Regions from separate parts of the Mus musculus genome. Here regions 1 and 3 are each linked to region 2. A link is a contact called in public Hi-C data. All regions are on one chromosome and are shown on one strand. The core of a region is the stretch at or near the end of the contact, and the rest is flanking DNA. Distances in the headings are between cores, read along the strand shown.

Region 1 (2,700 bases), core at 189-2,688, 710 kb before region 2:
ATAGTAAATACAGATAGGGGATTTGTGGAGGCATAGGTACAGGTGGACCCCTACTCTTACATACTAGTCAGAATAGAAAAGTAGACAGAAATGCTGGGTCTTAGGAAGTACAGGCAAGCCAGTCTTCCTGTTGAAGATCTCAGATCCCATTTGCTTGCCAACAATTCATCTCACAAGGGGCAGTGGGCTGACTACTTTTGAAAAGCTAGAAATCCTGAAATACTGTAGTTTCTGAATGATTTTTCATTGCATCAGAGGTTGTTTGCATGAATGGATAGATGAATGGATGGATGCAGCTAGATCCTGCATGTTAAGCAGCCAGATGGAAGAGCAGAAGGGACTGGCATATATGCTAAGCTGGCTCACTTCTGAGCCTGTACCCAGGCTTCTAAGCCTGTATCCAGGCTCATCCTTGTACTTCAGTCTGACTTGCTGAAGCTGGAAAGGGCATTGAGACAGTCCAGCTCCTATTACCTTCACCCTAGGAACGAAGCTATTCCCAGGAGATCCCTGTATCCTGCTCATCGACTATTACAGTACTGAAAGAGTGGCCCCAGAAATGGGAATTTTCCTCAAAACATCTCATGTGGACAACAGGAAAAGACTAAAACATGATGTTAGCCAGGTGGGGAGCTATTCTCTCAGGAAGAGATTTCACACAGTCAGACCACCTTGAGGGAGGATTTGGAATCAAGACAGCAATAATGGGTAGGAACCGCACCTGACCAGGACTTATTTATGAAAACCTCCATTTTTTCCATTGAGACACAAGCCTTGCATCAGGCCCCAAAAGAAGGGATTTAGGGTTCATCTCTGGATCTCTTTCTCGCTCCATCTTCCCAGTGTGGCTACAGTGAATAATCTCTTTTCTCTGCTTTTCAGTCTAGTTTGTTCCTCTAATTGGCCTAATTGGTTAAGAAGGAGTGGATAAACCCATCTCAAACTGTGGCCCAAATATCTTCAGTAACAATCTGATCTTAGAGCACCAATCAATATGCCACCATCAAACAAAACAAACATTCAATGGATCCGGGTACATTTGGGGTTTGCCATCACTTGAGTGTTGGGGATCCTCTTTTAAGGCTACAGAGTCACTGATGGAGACTTCGGGGAAGGAAAAGGCAGAGACAATTCTATCCTGAATTAACAAAAGGCTTCCTGGACACAAGGGTGAAACCAGAGGAAAAGAGAATGAAGACAGGGACCAAGAACACTCTGGGTGATGGCTCCTTCACTGCAAAGAAGACCCATGTCACCTCTCACCAATCACTTTCTGTTCTTCTTTCTGAATCATACTACTGCATAAGGACAAGAGGTAAGTCCAAGGACCGCTGAGCCAGGGGGTAACTTCAAAAGACATAGTCATATTCATTTGCAAGTTCATGCTCTGAGTGTTCTCCACATCCTTCTTTATCTCTGAGCCAAGTGTCCACATCCTGTCCCCTGATCAAGCCCAGTAAAGGTGACACTAATGTCCTGATACGGTCTTTCCTGCTGTTCCTGCCTCCTCCAATACCCACCGCCACCACCATGGCCTCTCTGATATCTCTAGTACTTCCCATGGACGATAGTTGGTCTTTCCTTTTGGTGCTAATCTGAAACAACACCATCCTTTCAAGCTATTACAAGCCACCTAAGATCTCTAAGCTTTAGCTTTCTTCTCTGTGAAATAGGGAAGTCGCCCACATCACTTTCCCACAAACTGTGCTGAAATGGGTGACATGTGGAGGAACACGGTGTAACCAGTTAGCTGCTTTGCAATTAAGATGAGCATAGGTCCCAGGAGCTCTAGACTCATAGCCCCAACCAAATAAGGACATTTCTATCTCTAAAACTCTGAAAAGAAGATGCTTCCCCAATATGAAAAAAAATTTAAATACTAGTCAGACATAATATAAGCTGTAAATTCCAATAGTTGGAGAATGGCTAATTCAACACTTTATCATCTCAAAAAAAATTCAGATTCTGTTTCTCATAGCTTTTTAGATGTGTGTGTCTTAGCTTTGCCTTGTTCCATAAGTACAGTGATTATTCGGCACTGTGTTTTAACCCATTTACTACAGCCGGCTTCCTGTGAGCCACTGCCCCAGCCAGAACAAAGCTAGCACTCCATAAATATTTGCCAAATTAAACTCCTTCTCTTGACACTTATCGGAAATGTGTCTTCTGTGCATGCAGGAAACCTCCACAAATAATAGGAAACATAAACGACTCTGGGCAGTCAGACCTCAATCACTCAACAGGAAGTTATTAAAAGCAAAATATATGTATAATTCAGAACTCAAAATAATGAGAGATAGTTTTTAAATGAAAGAAGCAGTTTAGAGCCTGGAATACTGTATGGGGTGGGAGAGATTTAAAACTGGGAGCGGGGGGTGGGGGTAAGAGTGGGGGGGAGAATAGATTTGTGTGAGGTAGAAGAAAACAACTTAGAAGCAAATGCTTTAAAATATCCAAAATATCCGATTATAATAGGGATGAAGCTGAGATGGCTCTCAGATTGTGTTTTACCCGGTATACTCAAATGAAAGCTTTTATCAGCACAACAAATGTCACAGTGACTCTACAATACATGACAGTCTCCCTAGGAGCTCCTCGCATGGCTTCCCAGGATGCCCCTGCTTCACTCCTACTCTGATTCTCCTCCTATAAAGCAGAGCTCCCTCCCAGTTAGTTAGCCATCCCCCACTACGAGGGCAA
Region 2 (2,700 bases), core at 84-2,583:
TTAAAACTGTAACTCCAGCTTTGTAATTTCTTCTGGCTTCTGCAGGCACCCGGCACACACATGGCGCACAGAGCTAGATGTGGGCAGAACACCCATACACATAAAATAAATTCACTAAGTTAAAAAAAAAATCAAAGAATCTATTTAAAAAAAAAAGTCTTAGGCAGTAGTGGCACACGCTTTTAACCCCAGTACTGGGGAGGCAGAGGCAGACAGATCTCTGAGTTTGAGGCCAGCCTGGATTCCAGAGTGAGTTCCAGGACAGCCAGTAATATACAGAGAAACCCTGCGTGTGGGCAGGGAGCATAAATTAGGACTAACCTGGTGTTGTTTGACTTCTAACACTGAGACAAACAAACTTCTATTCACCCCAGGTCCAATAACAGACCAGGAAAAGAAAAGTAAACATTCCATCATGAGACAAAAGAATCTCTCCTCTTTTCTTAGGCTGCTTTTATCAGACATTTTCTATGTCCTGAGATAGACGAATCTCTCTTCACCGAAGAGTAAGGTAGACAGAGTGACAGAGCAGGACACTAGACATCCTCCACTGGCCTCTGTATACACACACACACACACACACACACACACACACACACATACATACTTAAAAAGATGTACTGCGATGCTGAGAGTGGTGTCCTGATTAGCTTTAACTGTCGACTTTGACAGTGCCTAGAGTCACCTCGGTTGGGTATGGTATCATTCCAGCACCCGGGAAGCAGAGGCAAGGAGAATACCTGCGAGTTTGAGGCTAGCTGGGTTTATACAGGAGTTCCAGGTTAGCCAGTGGTACACACTGAGAGCCTGGCTTGTTTGTTTGTTTTGTTTGTTTTTGAGGCAGGATCTCTCTGTGTAGTCCTGGCTGTCCTGGGGCTCACTATGTAGACTAGGTTGACCTCGAACTCACAGAGATCCTCCTGCCTCTGCCTTCCTAGTGCTGGAATTAAAAATAAGTGCTACCCAACTCTGGCAAGAGAGAGTATGTTTTTAGAAAGAAAGAAAAAAAGGCAAAAATAACAACAACAAAAAAAAATAATAAGAAAGAAAGCAGAATGGTGGGAGGGTGGGGGAGGAAGGTCCTGAGGCGATGGACCTGTTTTTATTGCTGTAGGTGATGGTGGCACAGGTGCGTGCCCCGTGCACACACACAGAAGCAGAAATGAACAGCGCAGCACGGTATGCTCAGGGCATTTCCCCCTACTCGTGTCAGTACCTAGTAGCAGCCGCACCCACACAAAAAATCCCTGGAGGCTCATCACCAGCTGTGACCTGGGCGGTGCGCTCCTGGGAGAGGCCAGGGCCCCAGGCGTCCGGTTTCCTGCCCACGCCAGTCCAACTTCCGCGTGTCTAGAGGGCAGGGGCTTGCGGGGCATCTGCTCCCGAGTCCTCTCCGGGTCCGGCCGCAGCTGGGAAGAGGGAGCCGTGCGCCCCGCCCCTGAGGCTCCGCCCCGTCCCGTCCCAGCTTCACCGGCCAGAGGTCCCCGGGCCTCGGAGGCGGCCAGCCCGGGCTGGGTCGCGCGATGTCTCATGGATCGGGGCTCGTCCGGACCACGTGCAGCAGCGGCGGCGCGCTGGGGCCAGGCCAGCCCTCGGAGGGACTGCTGGACCGGGTGTACCCGCTCACCCACGGCGCCCTGTTCAAAGTGGCGCAGATGGTAAGAAGAGTGGAGTGGAACCTGGGGACCCGTACACGGGGCTGCACCTGGCCCGGACCTTGGGAGCACCGCGCGCCCCTTTGATGCCCCAGTGTCCCCCTAGAAAGTTCCGGGAACAGCCGACAGGATCCCTGGCCCCCTCACTTCTCCAGCTGCCTCCCTACCGGGCCCAGCTCACTTCCCCACCGAAACCCGGGGTGCGAGTTCCTCCTCGTCTTCCTTCCTCTTCTCCAGGCCGCACGTCTCGCACCCGGGCTGGGGGAGGGAGAGTCTCCTGCTATCCCCTGCCATCTCCAGGCCGCGCACGGGCTCCCGCCCGAGAGGGTAGAGCTCGGCGACAAGAGGGCTCGGCTTGACTTTCGAATCTCTGCTGGGGATCGGGAGAAGCGCCGCCTTTCAGACCATCGCCAGGTCCCCTGCGCCCTGTCAGCCTTCCGAGGCGCCTCAGAAGGCAGAACTAGTTAACTAGGTTAACTAGGCAGGCTTGTGGCTAGGGGGCTTCTGGTGCTCGCTTGGAGCCAGGCAGGGCAAGGCGAGCAGCCGGCTGTTACTGTGACCAGAGCTGCACAAAAGCTTCTGGCCCGACCAGAAGTTTACCAGGCCTGATCCTGTTCGCTCTCTACCCACCCTTCTTTTTTCCCTCCCGTTTTTGTTTTTCAACCTCTGTGCAAATGTCTCGTCTACAATACCTTTTCTGTTTGTGTGGTGTGTTTTGAAACTGGGCTGGGCCGTTTGAATTCCCTACTTATCATGGGTGGAGAGGGGAGTGGTGGTTTGTAGAAAGCTGCGGAGAGATGTAGGGACCCCAGTGCAAGGTCACAGACCCGGAAGCTGGGACCTGCCAGCGAAGCTGGAGCAGCCTCCCCCCTCCCCGACCCCCCCCCCCCGGGGCTGGTACAGGGCCAGAGCTTTGTGCCTTCCATAACCGTTATTTTGGATGCCTAGAGTGTAGAAAGGTGGGAGGAAGACGTTCCGCCTCTCCTGAGAAGGGTGCCTAAATGGACCAAGATTGGGACACAGGCAGTTTTAATACGGAACTAAA
Region 3 (2,700 bases), core at 126-2,625, 530 kb before region 2:
TTCTGAGAAAGGCCATGTCACCTCTTTGTTCTAAGGGATTGGTTAATATTCCACTATGAATCTCATTAAAATTTACATGTTTAATAAATGTTGGATATTAAAATGGTGGTGAGGAGGTCTATTTATGGAAGCTGTTCATTTTCCCTGATGAGAGTCTATTTATTTTTATAAGGAAACCGGCAAAGTTAATCACCAGGTTGGGAGTGGCTGAGCCTATTAGTTAGGTACATTTGTTCATTTACCTAACCTTTGACAATGAGCAACGGAACATAATTTTATTTTGCAAATTTACAGGACTTAATCTTTACACACATTTTAAAGATTCTGGTGTTCCCTAACAAGATGGACAGTTGTGAATGTACACGAGAAACCAGTGAAATATTAGCCGGCCCTTGTTTCTACATTAACCTCTGTACCTGCCAAGAGGGCTTCTAACACTGCAATGACCCTCCGGATCTTTAGTTCTGACTTTTGTCCTTTTGGGGATGGGCGGAGCTAGTTGTGGAGGAAGGAGAAGGTACAAGCAAACTGCCCCAGACAAGGAAAAGTTCCTACGTTTCAGTTGGCTAGAGTGAAAATTGGGCAATAGCTAATACAGTCCAGGAAAAGTTAATTTGGTGACGGAACGTAGGCAGGTGTAAATAATGAATTCTTGCAGTCAAAAGATTGAGCTGCAAAAAAAAAAAAAAAAAAAAAAAGTCCTGGAGAACACAGCAAAAAGAATGTGACATTTATGTGTGTGTCCGCCTGGCTACATCTTACTGCAGCTCGGACGACATCTGCCCACTCCAAGTTTTCAGAGCAGCAGGGCGGGGACAGAGAATGTAGCGACCCAGCCACTCACTCTGGCACGTTCAGCACAGCGGCTGGACCCACGCGCCTAGGGCCCCGCACCGCGCCTGCGCGCCCCGTCACGTGGCGGGCGCCCCGCGCTGAGCGGGTTAAAAGTCACGGCCGCCGAGCACCCGGCCAAGCCGTGCTCTCTGTTCCTTCGGTCGACTGGGACGTGGGACCTTCTGCTGCTCGAGTCGGAATCCGCGCGGGGAAGCGAGCCGAACCTCCTGGTGCCCTTCCCCAGGGCCCCGAACGGGCTCGCGCGCGAAACCGCGTCTTTCAACTGACAATGAAATCGTAGCCACGGCCGGCGGCGAATAGGCGGGAGGCCGCGAGGCGGAGGGGGTGGAGGGCCATTCAGCCGAAGCCCCGCCCAAGGCCCCGCTCGCGCTCCTATTGGCGCACGCCGCCATTCCGGCCCCGCCCCTTAACGGACCTGTCGCTCTGTGACAGGCGGAGGGGCCAGTTCCTGTTGGGCGAGGGGGCGGAGTCAAAGGTTGCCTGAGCTCCGCCCGGACTCCAGGGGGCTCCTCCCCTTTTGTGCTCCTCGCGGCTGGGCGGGCGGGGGAATGTCATTGCCGCTCCGAGCCGCCGCTCCTCTGGCGCCCTCGTCCCGTCGGCTCTCGCCGCCACCGCCGCCTCCTCAGCCGCACGGGGGACACGGATGGCTAGTGGGGCGCAGGGGCCTTTTGGGTTGAGACCGCGACGGTCGCGGCCACTGTTGAGGCGGAGACTTCGGATCGCTGCCGCCTCCACCACCCCCAGTGTCCCGGCCTCGCGGTGCTGAGGGCGGGAGCGCGCCCAGCTCTTCCTCCGCCTCCGCCTCCTCCTCCTCCTCGTTGTCGTCGCCGTCGCCCTCCTCCTCCTCCTCTGGGTCTCCGCCCAGCACCCCTCGCTCCAGGCGGCGGCGGTGGCCGCGGAGGACGAGCGAGACCCGCCGCCGGGGCACAACATGGCGGAGCCCTCGGCCCCGGAGAGCAAGCACAAGTCGTCCCTCAACTCGTCCCCGTGGAGCGGCCTCATGGCTCTGGGGAACAGCCGCCACGGGCACCATGGGCCCGGAACCCAGAGCGCGTCCAGGGCGGCGGCGCCGAAGCCGGGGCCCCCCGCGGGGCTGTCCGGGGGCTTGTCGCAGCCGGCCGGGTGGCAGTCGTTGCTCTCCTTCACCATCCTCTTCCTGGCCTGGCTGGCCGGCTTCAGCTCGCGCCTCTTCGCCGTCATCCGCTTCGAGAGCATCATCCACGAGTTCGACCCGTGGTGAGTGTGCCCGCCCTTCCCCCGCAGGCAGCCCGCGGTCCCCGTTTGTCTGGAGCCCCTCGGATCCCACCCGGTCTCCCGCGGGCCGGGCCGGGCGCGCCCCCTGCCCGCTTGGCGAAGTTTGCCTGGGAGCGGAGCCTGGGTCCTCGGCCGCCGGGGTGGGCCGGCTCCGCGCGGCGCCTCTTCGCCGCCGCGCCCCGGCTTGCTCCGGGGGCCCCCTTCCCCACGCCCTCTCCGCCGCAGCTTTGCGCCTTGTTGCATTTTATTTCATTTCTCTCCTTCCTGCCATCGGAGCAGCCCCGGGATTGCCTTCTGGCTGCTGGTGGTGACTGGAACCCCTTGTCCGCTCAGCCTCGCAGTTTCATGCTTTCTTTCCGGGAGAGTGGAGTGTTAGAATGTAGGGGGGGAAAATATTATCCCGAAAGCGAGCGCAGTGGTAGCGCCTCGTGTTTTTCCAGCACCAGGTATTTTCCGGAGTGTCTCTTTCCCCCCTAAGGCCCTTAAGTGCTCTCAGCTCGCCACACTATTTGCACAGTTGTATTGCGTTGCTTTTTAGAGCGAGATCGTTTTTCTGTTAGCTGAACTCTCACCCTCGTTGTTGCTACAATA

What was found. Hi-C and Micro-C count contacts between places; a contact is called where the count stands out from the background.
Region 1: a Hi-C map of B cells shows a contact between it and region 2, with 9 read pairs. The contact joins the enhancer-like site here to the promoter of Cmtm7 in region 2. A contact is called at or near these places in 2 of 39 promoter capture datasets (cranial neural crest and pre-B cells) and 1 of 484 Hi-C or Micro-C datasets (B cells).
Region 3: a Hi-C map of Th1 cells shows a contact between it and region 2, with 2.5 times the contacts expected there. The contact joins the promoter of Stt3b here to the promoter of Cmtm7 in region 2. A contact is called at or near these places in 7 of 39 promoter capture datasets (the 3T3-L1 cell line, the HPC-7 cell line, cranial neural crest and 4 more), 1 of 15 datasets of contacts at CTCF or cohesin (the NIH/3T3 cell line), 9 of 484 Hi-C or Micro-C datasets (the G1E-ER4 cell line, the N1E-115 cell line, Th1 cells and 2 more), 18 of 115 datasets of contacts at active chromatin or transcription factors (the 230-238 cell line, the NIH/3T3 cell line, the SCID.adh cell line and 14 more) and 1 of 9 other capture datasets (adipose tissue).

Annotation. Positions count from the first base shown.
Region 1 is chr9:115,491,604-115,494,303 of GRCm38.p6, reverse strand. All of the region lies in intron 2 of Gm39447 (a long non-coding RNA gene), which reads right to left. Among named protein-coding and RNA genes, the nearest start is that of Gm39447, 42 kb to the right of the region's middle. Within about 2 kb of position 1,438, at least 37 of the 459 cell types and tissues checked have an H3K27ac peak or open chromatin away from gene starts, as enhancers often do. A contact at or near this core is called in B cells, where this site is marked.
Region 2 is chr9:114,780,626-114,783,325 of GRCm38.p6, reverse strand. It overlaps Cmtm7 (CKLF-like MARVEL transmembrane domain containing 7), which reads left to right and starts at 1,333. Exons shown (of 5, transcript NM_133978.2): 1 at 1,333-1,658. The coding sequence starts at 1,524. It overlaps Gm9888 (a long non-coding RNA gene), which reads right to left. Exons shown (of 3, transcript XR_003948087.1): 3 at 1,654-2,028.
Region 3 is chr9:115,309,143-115,311,842 of GRCm38.p6, reverse strand. It overlaps Stt3b (STT3, subunit of the oligosaccharyltransferase complex, homolog B (S. cerevisiae)), which reads left to right and starts at 1,375. Exons shown (of 16, transcript NM_024222.3): 1 at 1,375-2,091. The coding sequence starts at 1,787.